2 separate regions of the Ctenopharyngodon idella genome follow, and region 1 is linked to region 2. The links are chromatin contacts, called in public Hi-C maps. All regions are on one chromosome and are shown on one strand. Each heading gives the region's core, a stretch centred on a gene start, on an enhancer-like site or on the middle of the called end of the contact. The rest is flanking DNA. Distances are from core to core; before and after follow the strand shown. Region 1 holds the start of LOC127519401 (gastrula zinc finger protein XlCGF8.2DB-like). Region 2 holds the start of LOC127519383 (NACHT, LRR and PYD domains-containing protein 3-like).

Region 1 (5,446 bases), core at 1,532-4,031, 430 kb before region 2:
TTTTTTTTTTTTTTTTTTTTCATATTTAGACAAAGAGTGAAGATGTCAATTTTTCTAGCCGGACATGACTTTTGGTCACTTCTGCACCATTCTATGAGCCTTTATCACAATCAGCATGTCGTCTCATCCGGCTCCTTGAAGTAGCGTAAAGGAATTTCTGCCTGTATTATTGTCAATGGACGGGCGCCAGTTTTGAAAAGAAAATTAAATTAATTTAGTTGAACTTAAAAGATTAGTTCACTTTGAAATGAAAATTACCCCAAGCTTTACTCACCCTCAAGCCATCTTAGGTGTAGGGGAGCGCGGGGCACAAACTAACGCAGGGTTAGTTGTAACACACGTGGTTTAAATATTTCCACACACGCTAGCATGAAGAAGCTTAGCGTATTTACTAGTCGCCATATCGACAATATATAGAGAAAAAATTGCGCCAAAATTCAAAAATCTTTGGAAGATATCACTGAACATTTATTTAACAATAGCAAAAGTAAATTTCTTACTTAAGCCAATTTTTCATCTATATTTTTTGTTTTTATTTAAAATTAGACAAATCTGATATTATTTTAATCTCCTATCTGTTGTGTAGCAGTTTGGGTAGTTCTTTAATGCTTCACTAGCTATCAGAAGACACTAACCAGGTTTAAAGTCCAGTTGCACAGAGAGGGTTCGTTGTAACACTGCGTTACAATCTGCCCCGCTATTAGAACTATACTATTATATACAGTTACGATACAACTGGCATAATCAACTTTTATGAATTTCTGTTGAGAAACCATGGAGAAAAAGGTGAAAAAAGACTGAGAGGAAGAACCTGAACATCCAGAAAATATTATTTCAAGAAACTTTCAGCATTTGTACTGTCTCATCTATTTATCTGGTGTTCAGTGAGAGCTGTGAGCGGAGGGAGAGGAGTGTTTTCTTCAGCTCTGTGTTTTTCTGAATATGTTTCTTCATCTGTTTGGGTGTATTGTTTTGACCAGTGCTGTACAGCTGTGTTTTACAGAGTGTTCATTGTCAAACCTCAAAATTATTTAAATTTGAATTTATAAAAAAAATGCTATTATTTTATATGAAAAAAATAATTATTGTCTTTTATTGACAAAATATTTTAGTTTGTCACGTATATATATATTTTTTAATTAAATCAGATAACATTTTTAGCTGTCATATGGTCATGTTACAACGTGCCCCACCTATGGGGCATGTTGTCACATTTCACTTCCCTTCTTTCGGGGTAAATAAAGAAAAAAGTATACACTGTATTAATGAAACAAAGCCAAATATTTGAACCAGACATGTGAAATTAATGTGGAACAAAAGAAATTCTCTGAACCCTAAGTAGATTTACACAAACTGAGAAAGTCATAAAGCATTAGGTTGTGCCCCGCTCTCCCCTATATGACTTTCTTCTTTCTGATGAACACAATCAGAGATATATTAATAAATATCCTGACGCATCCGAGCTTTATAATGGCATTGAGCGGTATCAACGAGTATGAGCTGAAGAAAGTGTCTCCATCCACATCCATCCATCATAAACATACTCCACACGGCTTAGTTAGACGGGTTAATAAAGGCCTTCTGACCTACACCTAGGATCTGCTCATGCATGAGGTTAAAGCGCGAGCAGACCATCTACTGGACAAGCCGGGTTAGACCAAAGAATTTTTATCTTTACACAATAATAATCTTTTACATTGTGATCCTTTTATTTTTAATATTTGTCATGTTTGTGTTCCGCTGCACGTCCCTGTGTGTTGTGCACCCGCCTATAGGCGCATATTACTAACGCACCCTTTAAATAACAAAAAAAATATTGCGCCATTGACTTTAGACCAGGTTTCAGTTGGTTAGTGGCGCAGTCTATTTCAGTTGCCCCAACAATGTGCCTGAACACACCTCATTTTCAGACCAGCATGCCCATGGGCGCACAGATGGGCGCAAATGCATCTGCTAACGTGGTGCAGGACGTGAAAATGATAACTGTGTCGGGCTGAAACTAGCAAAAAACATTTGCATCGCTCCTGCCGGGTGTATGATAGGGTCCTATGTGTTTGTGCAGACAGAGCATAATAAACACAACCTTTAGATGGCGCTGAAGTAGAGCTTATGTTAGTAGTGACGTCTTAATTTATAACAGATCTGAGCTTATCAGGTATTATGAATTAACAAGGAAGAAGCTGTGATCATCTCTACTGAGCTATTTATATTGGTGAATTCACAAACAAAAAAAACTTCTCATGGGACATTCAAATCAGGTCCCCCCATTTCAGTGGTACAAAAAATTTCAAGGAAATTTGGAAAACAAATATTTGATTGTTTGAAAATACAAGAATCACAGGACTTCTTTCTTTTTTCAACTCAGTTGACACACATGCAAAAATCACAATTAATTCTGCACAACTGAGAGTAACGTACAAGTATTGCGACATTGATTGTTGGATATGTTTGGTTTTGGGATGTTGAGTAGTCTTTTGCCTTAATAAAGGTTTAATTGGATTGACAAACCTTGTTTACTGTATAATAATAAAATATTTGTTTGTGATACAACTTAAAAAATCAAACCCTGGTATAATTGGTTTCTGCACTCAAAAATGATAGTTTTGTCTTTTAGACAGAATCTCTCATATTAGATGTGCTACACACTCTTTCATTGGCAGTTTTTTTCAGCACATCATTGGACAGCATGTATTCATCTATAATCAATCTGACATATTATTTTGCTTGTATGTAGCCTATGCACTTTTGTGATTTTAGCCTGTGGCCAGAACTTTTATTTTGTAGTGGCGTTGTGACGTCATAAGACCGCGGCGCGCTGGGCGTTTGTTGTGAATCGGCTGAAGAAAGGTTTGTGTTTTGTAAGCATTTAAAGTTTTCAAATAAACACAGTTCGTTCAGACCTTTTTAACATTACATTACATATAATGTAATAGTATAATGTTTTATCCAACTTTTATGAGCGTTATTTCTGTGAGTAAAACACGTCCACACATGAGTAACTGAAAATGTTTTTTTTTTCTTCTTTTTTTTTTTTTTTTTTAGTAACAGAAAATGTGCGTCTCATTTTGCGCCCTATATTGTGCATCAGTTTATCGTAAACATGAATTCGGTCTCTGGTAGTTGTTGTGATGAAGAAACGGAGCTTTTCGAAACGAGCTTTCCGAGTCAACTGAATCAAATGCACGTCAAAAATGATTCACTCAGTGCTTCGAATCTCTTGAAAAGAGTATCATGATCCTGCAATACCAGAGGATGCACTTTCAGGAGCGCGTTTCTGGGACTCTAGTTTTTAGTTTGTACAAGCAGTTTTATAGCACTTACTGTTCAATTATGTATTAATTTTCAGTAACTCTTTACTGTTTAATTGTTAATTAAATTTAATTAATTTTTCCTAACCCTGAACTGTTACCACCCTCTAGATATATTTAACCTAATTTGTTTCAATATATGAGCCCATATATTCTGATTCAGTTTTGATAAAAAGAAAGACCTTATTTCTCAACTCAGAAGGAAGCCATTTTCTGTTTCATTAGCCGTGACGGTTCTTGTCTGATGTGTGACCCTTTCACAAAGTGCAGTAAAGGGTAAAATTGTTAATAATATAATATGAAAACACATTCCAGTTGACAACTTCAATCAGCCATAATGATTTACAGTGGATTTATTTTTGTTTCTCTTAATTATTCTCATCTTAAACATGACAAATTGTCCAAACACACAGGAAAACTCCTGGTTCAGCTGAGATCTTGTGACACACTATTATAAAGATGGCGTTTATTAAAGAGGAGAGTGAAGACATAAAGATTGAAGAAGTATTCAGTGTGAAACATGAAGATACTGAGGAACAAACAGGTTAGTTTCATTTGATCCTTATTGAAATGTCGGCCTCTACTGAAATAAGTGATATTTTTGTGACATCATATGAGTGCCCAAAACAGTCTTGTGTAACATATGTAATTCTGAGTTGAAAACAAAGAAAAGCATTCATGTAAAACTGTAAAATTAAATAATTAAATGTGAGTAATTATCTCTATACTTGTTCTTTTTTTATTTTCTGTTCGATTAGTGATCTTTTAGGTTCATTACAAAACTGTGGCGGGACAGATTAAACCATGGCAGATCATCTTTGTAATTAAATCAGAAATGTATGTTTGATATAGAGTGCAATAAAGCAGGATAATTAATAATTTTAAAAGGGCTGTTATTCTTCAGCGTTTTAATCTTTAGTTTGCATAACTTACAGTCGACTCGTGTGAAATATCCACTCATGTACATCCTTTACATAATCATCAGACAATCTCTTGTTGTACGGACTGTAAAGTCGCAAGATGCGTGCTATAATAATAGATGGCGGTAATGAACAAATATAGTTTGTGAACTAGTAAGAAGACGCTGTGCTGCTTCAGTGCATTACATTACACTGCATTACAGTGCCCCTATTATGCATTTTTGAAAATGACCTTTCATGCAGTGTGTAATGTAGCTGTATGTGAATGTAAACAGTCTGCAAAGTTGTAAAGCTGAAAGTGCATCATAAAAAAAGTTATTGTCTCTCAAAAGAAAGAGTCGACCCTGAGCCTCTTAAACGAGTCATTTGTAATTTAAATCCCATTCCCTACGTTCTGCGTGGACTTGAAAACTTGAACCCTCCTCAAACACTGTATCTGGTTCATATTGTGTACGTGTCGAGAAAATGCTGTTTTCTGCTCTGCAGAAGCAAATTCTCTTTGTAAACACTTCCAAAGGATGAGGAGGTGAAGAGTCAGTGGTTAAAATTACCACAGCAATACAACAGCAGTATAACCTTTTCACGATTGCTTCTCAGATCTCCATGAGGTCTAAATGGGATTTACAAAATGCTTATTCATTAAAGATGGGTCAGTACCCACTGTATTTGGACCGATTTGCTCCTCAGAATCACAACATGTAAGTGTGATTAATTATTGATATGTATATTTTGTACTGGGTGTTCAAAATACATAGTTTTGTGTTTTGTTTTGTGTATGTCTCCAGCTAACCAGCTAACTCACGTTATCACTGTCTTAGTGAAACACTTCTGCTAATCAGCTGTTGGCCACTATTACCTAAAACTGTGTCCATTAATGCAGATTACAACTCCGAGTAATGATAAAGTATGGAGCAAGATTTGTTTTTACAAACTTTAATGTTACATCAGTCGTTTACGTTAGTGCTCGGCTAATATATGCGCTGTTATTGATACTGTTAATGATACAGTTCTCACATGTGCACTGCAATAAATTAGAAATATACACATCGGTTTGTTGAGGAACATACACTTGTTAATGCTGATGTAGAGGAATTAGTTGCAACATCTCATAATATACGATAAAGTGAGTAGCGTATCACTGAGAAACTTTGGGTTGAATAACTAGTTCTTCCAATATTTCATCATCGGACTCGCGCTCTGATTGATATGGTAAAATCG
Region 2 (5,442 bases), core at 951-3,450:
CATCTTGGATGACATGGGGGTGAGTAAATTATCAGGAAATTTTAATTTGAAAGTGAACTAATCCTTTAAATACCATTTTCCTTAAAACTACATTAATCTTTAAATGTGTTTAATAATTGTTGATTTTAAAGCACTGAACTGAGAGGTTGCCATCCAAAACATTCTACAGTTTTCTTTAAATGTTTTTAAAAGGTTTACAGACCTGTTCAATTCTGTAGGCTATGCATCACAAATGCAGAGATTCCTATCTTTAATTTGGCCTAAATTAAATGGGTAATTATCTCTAAAAAAATCTTTCCTTGAAAAACTAGAGTCCTCCCAGTGAATCTCAGCCATCTGTGTGTAGGCCTATGGTAATTTTGTCAAGATAATAAATCAGTATTTTAGTGAAGATTAACATGTCTTAATGGGGCGCATTCAGTCACTATTTCATATTCATCCCGTTGATTCAGCGACTTCTAGAGTAGGCGTTAGTATTGAAATAATTTGGTAACAGCGCATAAGCTTCTGCATTGACTTGAGCAGGATGACTGAGGTTAAATTCGGGCTTTGCGCACAAATCCAATCCATTAACAGTTGCGAGTCAATCGGGTTTTATTAGTGCAGAAGAAGCAATCATCTTTCTGTGATGATGAATGATTATAATTTGTGTAAAATCGTATTTTTCCAACCCTAGCTGTCCTTATAAAATTATAAAGTAGCATTAAACTCCAACAATCTTTTGGAAACGGGGTGTTTTATTACAATAAACAGCACTTCAGCTTATGTTCCATTTTGTTTGTAAACAATAAATTCATCTATCGCATATGGTGGCGCGATGAGACAGAGATTTATTAATAATGAATCGGATTCAAAGCAGATCTCTCAGACATGTATTTTAAATACATTACTTGAAAAACGTTAGCTATTTATTAACTGTGCCTGATTCCTCAGCAAAATCTTGATCGACTTTGATAGTAAAATGATAGTAATTTAATAGTAAAACATACCCACATTTAACATATAACGTGATGTTGTCATATGGGCTAAATGTATGGACTTTAGATGTGTGTATGAGAAGGACATACTGGACTTACCAATGAGAATGATGTAACTTAAGCTTTGGTTTACAGCGGTCTGAAATGGCGCCTTTTCAGAAGCTGAATTCAAATTTTTTGGTTTCGATTTCTGTCTTCTTTTGTGTTTTGGTTCATTTCATTCTGTGTGCATATCGCCACCTACTGTGCATGTGTGTAATCATGGTTTAAAATAATTTTCTGTTCCCCTTTTTCTACTTTTTTTCTTAAAAACAAACTTATAAATTGACACTGTAAAAGAATAACGTATTCTACTTGATTAAACACATCTCAATAAATATTTCAAATTCTTCCCCTTCTTACCATTTATTTTTACATATACTATTTATTATTTTCTCTCATCACCATACATATGTGTTCTACTGTTTCTTTCTCCCCACTAGGGTTGGGCATCTAAGGTATAATGCCGATCCGATACGCATCTCGATACAAAGTATCCGATCCGATATATTAACGATACATGTGTGGCATTTTGCGATGCAATACGATACGATTCACACCCATATCACGATACGATGCCATAATTCAGCACTAGCTAATTAGATCAAGTTTATGTGGTGATGTGAAAGAGGATGCGGTGCCATTGAATTAGTTTAATTATTTATTAACCAAGTAAAACCAATACTTTTTTACAAACTGGCTTTTCTCTCAGAGCCTGAGTGTCGGTTTACAGTAGAGGGCCATTTTAGAGCACATGGCACATATTATTTAAGTATTTCCAAGATAAACAGTTATTGCCGTAGAGCGCGCGGAACTGTTAGCAAGCGGGGCATGGACAAAACTTTCAATACTTTTCTCACCACTTTTGGAGCTGGTATCTACAGGTGAGTCAGAGCTGGAGGCAGGGGATGCAGGGGCAATGGCAGACGCTTCCGAATCCACAACACCACCGTGGCGCCGCTTCAAGTGAGATATCAGATTAGTCGTACTGCCCGTGTATTTTACAGGTGCGCGGCACATTTTACAAATTGCATCTGTCTTGTCAAGTCGTCCGTCTTGTAAAATCCATAGTGTTCCCAAACTTTACATTTAAAATTCAGTGGAGGATAAATTATCTCGGCGTCCGACATGTTTGTTTTGATTACTCCTCGCGCTTCCTGATAACTACCTTTGGGCTCATCACTGGCTTCATCCGCGCAGCTGATGAGTTGTAGTGTACACACATCCGCAAATCCGTTGCTTAGGCCTACTTTATGTAGGTCGATTAAATTATGCGCAAAAAACAGGTTGACAAAACTTGTTAATAAATAAAGAAATACATTCTGTATTAAAAGGATAAGCTGTATCTCGGAAAAACCGATGCATCTCGCAAAAACCAATGCATCTCGATTTGCTTCCAAAATTTCATTCATCCTCTGCTGCTCTACCGATTCACTCGCATCGTGCACGCGCATGACCGCGTATCGATACATATCGGTTAATCTTCCCATCCCTACTCCCCACATACATCTCTATTTTAAGTACTCTAGTTAAAAACATCTTACACAGTTATTGATATCACTTTTGGGCCATTTAGAATGACCTCAGGTTACCTAAACCTATATGAGATTCTTCTGTGGCTAAAGCAAATCCTCATTCAACATTTTCTGACTTGAATGCATCCACAACATGTGGCTCAGAGAAAATTAATTCAGTTCCAAACACTGTCTCTTTGCTAAAGAGATGAATGTACAACCGCTTTAATAGCAGAAGTGTGTCTGGAAAAGAGTGTCCTCGAAATAAAAACTCTGCAAATCCTCCCTGGAGACCCAACAAGCTGCAAGTTTTGATGTCTTTTTTTATGCATTTATGCCAGTACATAACCATAATAATAATAACCATAATAATAACAGTTTAACATTGGTTGGCAGTTTTAATGTTGGTAAAAATCTTTTATGTTCAGATGTTCATATTCGTCCATTTATGCTGCCTTAATCATATATTGGTCAAAAAAATATCTAGAACATACTTAAACACTATATTTCATTTTATTGGTGTATAAAGAAAAGATCACTATACAAGGTTTTTATCTTTATATAAGCTATACATACTGTAATCATGAATAACATAATAGTTTTTTTTAATGTAAATAACATTTAGAAACTGTATTTGAAATTAAGGAGGATAAATAAATAAATACTGATACAAAAGACATAAGAAATTGCATTAATTTATTTTTTTAATAATTTCAATGATTTTAATTGAAATGCACAACACAAACCGATGCACACAGAGGTGCGCTGTTTAGTATGGGTTCATGTTGAAGAGCCTCTAATAAAGTAATTTATTCATATAATATTCTCTCTCTTAAAATTTAAGCGAGCATATGTCATATGTGTCTAAAGAATTAAAGTCCTTTAGCTTATTGATGCATTTCAGTCAGTCAGTTAGGCAGCAGAGCGCAGGTTCAGCCTCCAGAATAAAATGAAAACTGCCACGATAAGTTGTCTGTCTGAGACAAAGACGCAAAGTCATTTTTAGATTACACACAGGTGAGCACCCAGTTTAAGTCCATGTTATAATAATACAATTATAATAATAACTTACATAATTATGTTTCTACTCCTATTTGTAATTTTTTTAATAAAAATAATAGTGGCTGTCTTAAAAACTTGATGGAATTAATCAAACATGCATTAAATATTGAAGAATGATATAAAATATCATGAATATGTAATATGGTGCATATATTTGTCACATACAATATTTAGCAAAATGCTCCCCTCTAGAGTTATTTTTCTAGCTGGCTATTGAGTTAAATGTAACATTACGTGACATTGCCAATTAAATGTTCTGTTCATTCACCAACTGAAAACAGCATAGACCGAAAGATCGATTCTTGAGATTTAAGAATCGATATTGGTTCATAAAAATGAGAATAGATTAAAATAAATATTTTTGCCCAGCTCTAACATCGTCCAAATTCGTTTTTTCAGGCACAAAGGTTGTGTTTTAGTAGCCTCTGCTGTCACTGCGGGGAAAAACAAACAAACATTCATCTGTTTTGTATGGTGTTGAACATGAAAAGTGACTCTGTTCATCTGTTCTCTTCATAAATATATAAATGCATAATCTAGCCTACATGCTCGTAGTGTAAATTCATAATTAAAAATGAAAATGTGAATGAAAACAAAAGCTATTAATGTCCGGCTATGGCAAAGCATGGTGTAAACAGGAACACGATGAAAAACAAAACCAAACTCAGCGTATGTGTTAACGAGAGCCGACAACTGAACAGAGAACGAAGAGGAATTTAAATACACAGTGATGATGAACATATTAATGAACAGCATCATCATTTGGCTTGGGAGCCTAATGGTAAAAAAAGAGAATGACAGGGAAAATCATGGAAATACAGACACTTAGTATCTTACAAGATATTTCTGAGCACTGCATAATTCAGCAGGCCAATAAGATTTTTAGTGGACTCTTTACATGTGTTGAATCCTGAGTATGCACAGATGAACTCTGGCAGGAAATACAGGGTTTCATTATGTAGGCATAATCAATATAAATATTCATTTGTTCCACTGTCAGTTAAATTGTTATTAATGAGCAACTCCAGCAGGGTGTTGTGATAATTGCAGGTACTATTAATGGTTCGTAGGTCATGCAAATAAAGGTGTTGTGTGTTTTTTCTTTGAAGTAATTTATGAATTAAAATGGTACTGTTTTTGATGGGTTTTTATAGGATTTTTTGTTTTTTTAAAGGGGAGAAAGAGTTGGTGTGATGGTTTGTATGAAGTATGATTTTTGTTTTTGGGTTGATGTTGCAGTTCTCTCATCCAAAACAAATTTCTTTTAAAGAAGACAATAATTATTTTGACCGTGAGAAGCTACAAAGCCTTTGTTTACAGCAAACGCCTGACCCTGAGACTGTGGCCTCACCCAATGAATGCTGATGTGAGAGGTGAAGCACGAGGTGTATAAGCAGGGCTGCACAATTAATCGAAATTGAATCGAAATCGCGATTTGGCTTAGAGCGATTATGATATTGATTTTTAATATATAAATATGTATACAGTGTGTTGGTGAAGAGTGACTTTGTGATCAGTACCAAATGAAGGTCCATCTGAAAGCACTGCATTTGAAAAAGCAACACGTCAAACATAGAAACCCAAACATGAGAAGCGTTAATGAACCTCTTGTCCAACAAAAGACAACATATAATAACGTGTTTTACTCACTTCATAACGTCAGTCGAGTGTTTGAAATAGAATTTTGATTAGTATTGCATTTTAAATATACTTTATTATTAAGGAAATACCTGAGAAGGCTTGAAGAACACAAATAAACCATATATTGTCGTAGTCATGTGTTTATTATATTCATGTTTAATCAATCAAAGCATTTCTATCTTCTTTTTATTCAGTCACAGTGATAGTAT

What was found. A called contact is a pair of places that touch in the nucleus more often than the background predicts.
Region 1: a Hi-C map of muscle shows a contact between it and region 2, with 3 times the contacts expected there. The contact joins the promoter of LOC127519401 here to the promoter of LOC127519383 in region 2. A contact is called at or near these places in 2 of 2 Hi-C or Micro-C datasets (both in muscle).

The regions. Positions count from the first base shown.
Region 1 is chr9:36,513,841-36,519,286 of HZGC01, reverse strand. It overlaps LOC127519401 (gastrula zinc finger protein XlCGF8.2DB-like), which reads left to right and starts at 2,781. Exons shown (of 3, transcript XM_051907106.1): 1 at 2,781-2,847; 2 at 3,722-3,852. The coding sequence starts at 3,768.
Region 2 is chr9:36,082,859-36,088,300 of HZGC01, reverse strand. LOC127519383 (NACHT, LRR and PYD domains-containing protein 3-like) reads right to left here and starts at 2,200. Exons shown (of 8, transcript XM_051907032.1): 1 at 1,877-2,200. All of the region lies in intron 2 of si:ch211-166e11.5 (gastrula zinc finger protein XlCGF8.2DB), which reads right to left.